Linked DNA regions of Mus musculus: region 2 is linked to region 1. Evidence: chromatin contacts called from public HiChIP or PLAC-seq data. All regions are on one chromosome and are shown on one strand. Each heading gives the region's core, a stretch centred on a gene start, on an enhancer-like site or on the middle of the called end of the contact. The rest is flanking DNA. Distances are from core to core; before and after follow the strand shown. Region 1 holds the start of Gpd1l (glycerol-3-phosphate dehydrogenase 1-like). Region 2 has its middle 14 kb from the start of Gm9888.

What was found. HiChIP or PLAC-seq counts read pairs in DNA pulled down with a chosen protein or histone mark.
Region 2: an H3K4me3 HiChIP or PLAC-seq map of the 230-238 cell line shows a contact between it and region 1, with 18 read pairs. The contact joins the enhancer-like site here to the promoter of Gpd1l in region 1. A contact is called at or near these places in 10 of 39 promoter capture datasets (HPC-7-derived erythroid cells, cranial neural crest, embryonic stem cells and 5 more), 1 of 15 datasets of contacts at CTCF or cohesin (large pre-B cells), 13 of 484 Hi-C or Micro-C datasets (CD4 T cells, the G1E-ER4 cell line, Th1 cells and 6 more), 19 of 115 datasets of contacts at active chromatin or transcription factors (the 230-238 cell line, bone marrow-derived dendritic cells, bone marrow-derived macrophages and 10 more) and 4 of 9 other capture datasets (adipose tissue, embryonic stem cells, liver and 1 more).

What each region holds. Positions count from the first base shown.
Region 1 is chr9:114,932,089-114,935,652 of GRCm38.p6, forward strand. Gpd1l (glycerol-3-phosphate dehydrogenase 1-like) reads right to left here and starts at 1,899. Exons shown (of 8, transcript NM_175380.5): 1 at 1,583-1,899. The coding sequence starts at 1,629.
Region 2 is chr9:114,751,732-114,755,191 of GRCm38.p6, forward strand. No RefSeq gene overlaps it. Among named protein-coding and RNA genes, the nearest start is that of Gm9888, 14 kb to the right of the region's middle. Within about 2 kb of position 1,255, at least 226 of the 459 cell types and tissues checked have an H3K27ac peak or open chromatin away from gene starts, as enhancers often do. A contact at or near this core is called in the 230-238 cell line, the G1E-ER4 cell line, Th1 cells and 11 more, where this site is marked.

The DNA.
Region 1 (3,564 bases), core at 649-3,148:
GTCTGCCCCGTCAAGGACTGGAATTCCAGGCAGGTGTTACTACAACTCTTGGCTTTTAAAACACATGGCAGAGCCAGGCACTGGTGGTACACGCCTTTAATCCCAGCACTTGGGAGGCAGAGGCAGGCAGATTTCTGAGTTCGAGGCCAGCCTGGTCTACAAAGTGAGTTCCAGGACAGCCAAGGCTAAGAGAAACCCTGCCTCAAAAAACCAAAACACATGGCAGTCTGGCTGGGAGTGGAGTTGCTTCCTAGAAGCAAGGCCCCAGGGTCTGATCTACAACAGCACCAGAGTATTAACTTAGCAACAGAGTAGTTTTACGTAATTTGAGTGTGGGTGATGTAAGGAGTCTCCTCCACGACAGAGCATTCATTATTACTCAAGAGGTTCGATCTCCATAACCAAAGGGGGGGGGGGGGAGTGGGCTGGGCAATGTGGCCCTTGCATCGTCTTTAATAGCAGCAATCAAATCTGAGAGTAGATCGCTTGGTCTACCCAGCAACTATCAGGCCAGAGCTAAAGTAAAACCTGCCTCAAAGAAAAAAAATTTTTTTATTTAGTATATGCCAGGCACCAGGTAAAGGACTGAGGCCAACGCAAGGGTAGAGGCCAGCAATAGGAGGCCGGGGAGAGGCCACCGGTCCAGCCAGCTAAGGTTTCCTCCAAAAGTCCTTTCAGAGCCAAGTTTTCAAAGACCAGTCAGGTGGCTCCGACGACTCCAGAACAGTACCGCTTCTAGCAGCCTGAACTGTGGTGTGCGTCAGACCACAGGAAAACAGAAGGGGACAGAAGCCACGAGAATGGCCTTCAACTGTTCCACCCCTGGGCCGCGGGAAAAGTCTGGAACGCACCATACTCTGCCTCCTTCTCACGGAGACCCCCAACTTCTCCTGCGTTAAGGGCCACCAAGGTATGCAAACTACTGGAGGAGCTTCAAAGCCCTCTAAGCACCAAGCACTTTACAAGTTAAGTCAGAAAATACAGCCCAGTGGTGACGCGAAGCTCTGCAAACACCTTTCCCTGGGACCCTCACGTCCCGGTTGGGGGCTTGTTTTCTCTTCTCGGATACCACGTTAACATGATTGGGAACCACTCGCCAGAGGAAATGAGAACTGTCTCTTGAAGCCAGCACTGTCCCAGGTAGCAAGGACCCTTCTCACGCTCTGTGCCTCCGTTTCCCCAATCCCAAAACTGCAGTAAGGACAACTGAGCCTCTGCAAATTCCTCCACGGGGGTGATCGGCAGGGGAGAATAGAGAACGCCCTTGGGTTGTTTTGCCAAGTACCCGGGCGTGGCGAGCAGGTGGCCCTAACCGCAGGGTTACCAGTGCGCAAACAGGTGCCCGCGGGCGCGGTGCGCGCTACCACCCGGGCCACCTTGGCCCCGCACCTCGCGCTCTGGTTCCTCGGCGTGGCCTCTGTCCGTGCAGTGTCCAACCGGGACAGGCGGTCGCAGGCCCGCCTCTCTGCCTACCCGCGATGCCCTGGTGTCCACGCTGAAGCAGCGGGAGAGCAACCCTGGCCGGCCCGGAACCGGGGCTTCCTGGAGGCGGAGACCGCGCCGCCCACCCGCCTCTGCTCACCAGTTCCCCGAGCCCACGATGCACACTTTCAGAGGCGCCGCTGCCATGGCCAAGCCGGATCGCTGCTGCACAGCCTTCCTCTCAGGGCCAAGCCGGATCGCTGCTGCAAGTCGGATCGCTGCTGCAAGTCGGATCGCTGCAACACACACTGTGCCTCCCAGGCCGGCTGCTCACCTCCACAGGAACGGCCTAGTATAGGCGCTCCGGGCGACCCCGCCCCGCCCTCCTGTCCGCCAATGGCCACCGCCACCCTGCCTAGGCGCCTAGGGCCACAGCTGACAGCCCGGAGGACCCGCCCCACCACTCCCAGGAACCACTGCGCACGCCTGGTCCGGGTGGGTGGCCGGGTCAGCCTCCGGTGTCGCCCCACCCCTGCCCTAGGAATGTTGGGATGTGTAGTCCACCTCCCTGCGGGCTCCCTTTCAGTTCCAGGCGGGCCACGTGCAGGCCAATGTTATTGCGCAGACTGGAGCTCTGAGCTCCTGCTGCTGAGTGTCACTATCCTGGACAGAGCAAGCCCGACCCAACTTATACAAGTGTCACCTAATCGCAATTTGCGCAGGGACAACTATCACTTAAGGGTGGAGCCTAGACAGCCTAAGTAGTTGACTATGAATTCACCCAGATTTGGAGCCTGCGCCTGCTTTAACAACGGCTGTCAAATTCGTATAAACGGGACAAGTCCAGGCACCCCTGAATTTCCTAGCGAGCCTGGAGCTTTAAGTCTTCTGCCATTGATCTGGGAGTATCTACTCTACAAGGGTGGCGTCGTAGTTCAGTTGGTAGAGAACTAGATTGAACACAGGAAGTTCAAACACTAGCGCCTGGTGGCTCTGGCCTGTAATCACAGCACGTGGGAGACGGAGGGAGAATCTGGAGTCCCAGGTTATCCTTGGCCAAATAAAAATGGGAGGCCACCTTGTCGCAAACAAGTACCCTTGCATTTCAGGATGGAAAACTTGTCTACACAGGATCAAAGCAGAAACTTGAACTGTCCCCCTCATACGGTTACCCAAAGGGCATGCCCCTTTTCTCTCCCTGCCAGAGCTTCACAAAAAAGCCATCCAAACTGCTGTACTGCAATTGGGCACGCCGCGGCCGCGAAAAACAGAGATGGTGGAATGTGTTGTAATCTCAGCTTCAGGGAGGTAGAGACAGGACGATCGGCAGTTCAATGTCATCCTTAACTAGACAGTGAGTTTGAGGCTAACCTGGGTCACGTGAGCCCCTATCACAAAGCAAAAGCAAGAATGGAGAGTGCTAGCTCACTTAGCAAGGAAAGGTGTAACCCTAATGGAAGTCAGATCTCCAGGGCCCACGGAGGAAGGAGAGAATCGCACAGCCTCACAATAGTAAACAAACTTATTTTAATTAATTCATTTGTTGAGACAGAGTCTCACAGTGTAGCCCTGGATGGTCTAAAACATGCTAAAGACCAGGGTGGCCTCAAACTCACAAGAGGTCTGTCTGCCTCTCCCTCCCAAATGCTGGGATTAAAGGCAACTATCTGGATTAAATTAAATTCATTAAATTAATGTCTGGTTTAAAATAAATTTAATTTAAAAATAGAATAGGTTTATTTCTTGCACTCTAGAGGCAGAGGCAAATTAGTCTCTTTGAGTCAAGGCCAGCCTGGTCTACATAGCAAGTTCCAGGTCAGCCAAGGCCAAACAGTGGGATCATTTTAAAACACCAAGTCAAACTGTGTGTGGTGATAAATGCCTTTAATACCCAAATGGGCAGGTCTGTATGAATTGGAGGCCATCCTGATCTGTATAGTCTGGTTACACAGCGAGGCTCTGCTGCATAATGAGTTCCAGGCCTGCCTGGGGCGGGGGAGGGGAGCACAGGAGACCCCATCCCCCAGCTCCAGTGGTTGAGAAAGGAGCCCTTGGCAAGGTGGCCCTGCCTTGAGAAGGGAAGCTTTCTGGGGAGCCAGAGAGTGGACCCACAAATAACTGAAATAGAAAATTGGGCACAGA
Region 2 (3,460 bases), core at 5-2,504, 180 kb before region 1:
AGCAACCACACAAGGTGGCTCACAATCATCTATAATGGGATCTGATGCCCTCTTCTGGCATGCAGGTGTACATGCAGATAGAGCACTCGTGTATAAAATAAAATGTTTATACAGTCCTCAACATTTTGTATTTGTATTTTTTGTTGTTCTTCCTCCCGCCTCTCTCAGCAGGGAACTTCTGATCTTTCTGCTTCCACCTCCCAGTGTTGGAATAACAGACATGTTATATAACCTACGTGGTGGCTCACAACTATCTGTCACTTCAGCTCTAGGGGAGTTGACACCCTAACCTGGCCTCTGTAGGTACCATGTGTGCATGTTTGCACACATGCATGCAAGCAAAACACTCAAACACATAAAATAAAAATAATAAATGTTTTAAAAATAAGGAGATGCCCAACACAGTGGTGTACACTTATAATCCCAGACTGAGAGGCTGAGACAGGAGGATCATTATGAGTTCCAGGGCAGCCTGGGGTACATAGGTACAGAGTAAGACCCTATTTTTTTTCTTTTTTGAGACAGAGTTTGACCCTATATTCCTGGCTGTCCTGGAACTCACTTTGTAGACCAAGCTGGCCTTGCACTCACAGAGATCCACCTTCCTCTGTCTCCCGACTCCCGAGTGTTGGGATTAAAGGACTGTGCCTTTATCTCCACTGAGACCCTATCTTTAAAATAAATTAAGGATGTGGGAGAGAAGGTGTGGCTTGAGGCCAGTAGGGTGACAGGCAAATAAAGCCACCAAGGCTACACGGGGATGTCCCCTGCTGACATATGAACTCATGTGCTCTAGAGTAGAACTAACATAAGAAAAGCAACTGTGTGGTGATCGGTGGTTCCGGAAGTGATGGTGGAAAGAGAAAGATGGGCGCAAGAGACGATAAGCATCATGTGATGGCTAATCTTGGTTGTCAACTCGGCCACATCTGCAATCTACGAGAACCAAAGTATCTGGGCAAGCCTGTGTCCCCTGCAAGCCACTCTAATAAATCCTGTGTGTGTGCGCGTGCTTGAGAGAGAGCTATCTCTCTCGAGAAATTAAGGGGAAAGCTAATCTGAAGGTAGGAAGGGGACGGCCAGGCGTGGGCCAGTGGTTATTGTGTGCCCTGAATGGAAGACTATGACTAATCTGTGCGTCCACAGAAGTGTGCACATCTCTGCTCTACGTCAGAACCTCAGCCTCTGCTCTGGCCGGGCAGGAGTGGCAGTGCGTTCCTCTGGTCGCCAGGGGGCGCGCGCTGCACGAGTGGGCGCAAGTCGGTGGCCTCCACCTAAGGGTGGAGTTTCTGCAACTAGGAAGTAGAGCGCGGTTGGGAGGAGAGGCTGCTGCAGGCATGCACAACTGCGGCAGGGGAGGGAGGCTTCCGCCTGGCGAGGCCGCAGAGGAAACAGCTGGCAGCCCTGCGGGCCTCAGCAGGACTTCCCCGCTTTACCGCCAGGACACGCGCGGGGTCACTTGCCAGTGGGCGAGCCGGCCGGGTGTGCCCCCAGACAGGGCTTGTTTGGTTTCAGCTTCGTTTCTAGGTTTCGTTGGCAACGTTTCCAGATTGGGAGATGCTTAGCTAGAAGGCCCAGATTTCCAATTTTCTGGGTCACTGGGGCAGCTGGCATCAGTGAGCAGCTGGCAGCCCTGGGCCAGCTGCCACCTCCGAAGCGAAGCGCCCAGAAGGCAGGATCTGCCGCAGTTTAGAGAACCCTGACTGATCCGGACAGCGATCATCCTCAGGTGGTAGCCAATCGGTTGTGTGTGTGTGTGTGTGTGTGTGTGTGTGTGTGCGCGCGCATGAGGATATTTTTTATTTTTGCAGTTTTTCTAGATACATAAGAAGACAGTAAAATCTTAGGAACCTACTGACTGTCCTCACCTTCCCAGGAGGTAGTGAGTATTTTCTGAGGGGAAGCCTCTTGGAGCTGGTCACCCAGGCCATTGTAAGGTTAGAAGCATCTTTCATACCGGTTTCTTACAAACTTTTAAAAAAATGTTCAACTATTATTAATATATATATATACACATATATATACATATGTGTATATGTATATATGTATATATATATATATATAGTCTCTCTGTGTTAGTTCTGGAACTCACTTTTTTGGGATCGTGGTGGCTTAAATTTTTGGGTTTTTTGCTTGTTTGTTTTGTTTAATCCCAGCACTTGGGAGGCAGAGGCAAGTGGATCACAGAATTTAAGGCTAGCCTGGTCTACAGAGCTAGTTTCAAAACAGCCAAGGCTACAGAGAAACCCTGTTTCAAAAAGACCAAAACCAAAACAACAAAAGATACCTTAAAATGATTTTTACATTTTTACTTTTTTATTTATTTTATTTTTTTTGAGACAAGGTCTCCCTACGTGTAGCTATGCTAGCTTCAGACTTAGCATCTTCCTGCCTCAGCCTCCAGAATGCAGGAGTTACACAACACTTACCTTTTTGTTTTTAGTAAAGGTTGGTCTATCCTGGCCTGCCCTTGGTTGAATTCCGATCCTCCTGTCTCCACTTCTGCCTTGTTATTATGAACGGACCACCACAGGCTTCTTCACTGAGGGCATGTTTTGCATGCTGGATGAGCACTCTATTAAGTGAATTAAATTTATTTTTTAATAGCAAAAAAAAAAAAATCTTTTCAGGCTGGAGAGATGGTGTAGCAGTTAAGAGCACTGACTGCTCTTCCAGAGGTCTTGAGTTCAATTCCCAGCAACCACAAAGTAGCTCACAACCATCTGCAATATAGATCTGATGCCCTCTTCTGGTGTGTCTGAAGACAGCTACAGCATACTCATATACATAAAATAAATAAATAAATCTTTAAAAAAAAGGGAAAAATCTCTTCAATTCAGTTCATTCTTGAAAGTCTATTCTATAGAACAGGGAATCGGCAAATATCCACAACTAATAACACAAATGACATTTACTTATTGTAAGGCTGGTTGATAAACACAGAGGGGTCTGTGGTTTATACTTATAATCCCAGCATCTGGAACAGGGAGGCAGGAAGATCAGGGGTTTAAGGGCATCCTTGGGTATGTATGGACTTCAAGGCCAGCCTGGGCTATAGAGACTCCATGTCTTACTAGAGAGAGAGAGAGAGAGCAAGAGCCTAGGCTCTTGTGCAGAGAGGTGGCTGCAGCCCTGTTCTCTCCTGTTCCTCTGCAGGCAAGGTTTCAACAGACAGGTCTCACTGTGGTACAGGGAGGCCACACGGAGTCAGCAGCCCTCACAGCCTGGACAGGGAGAGATGCCCACAGCGAGGGTTGCACCATTGCTATTTGCCACTGGTGGCTAGCTGGTCTGTGTGACTGTAAGGTGATAATATCACACTTCTCTCTCATTGAGACTTAATCATTTTACATGTGCGAGTGTTTTTCCTGCAGCCTGTAAATTCATGCAGTGTCTGCTGAGACCAGAGGAGGGCATTGGAGTCCCTGGAAGAAATGAGTTACAGTTGGTTGTGAGCCAC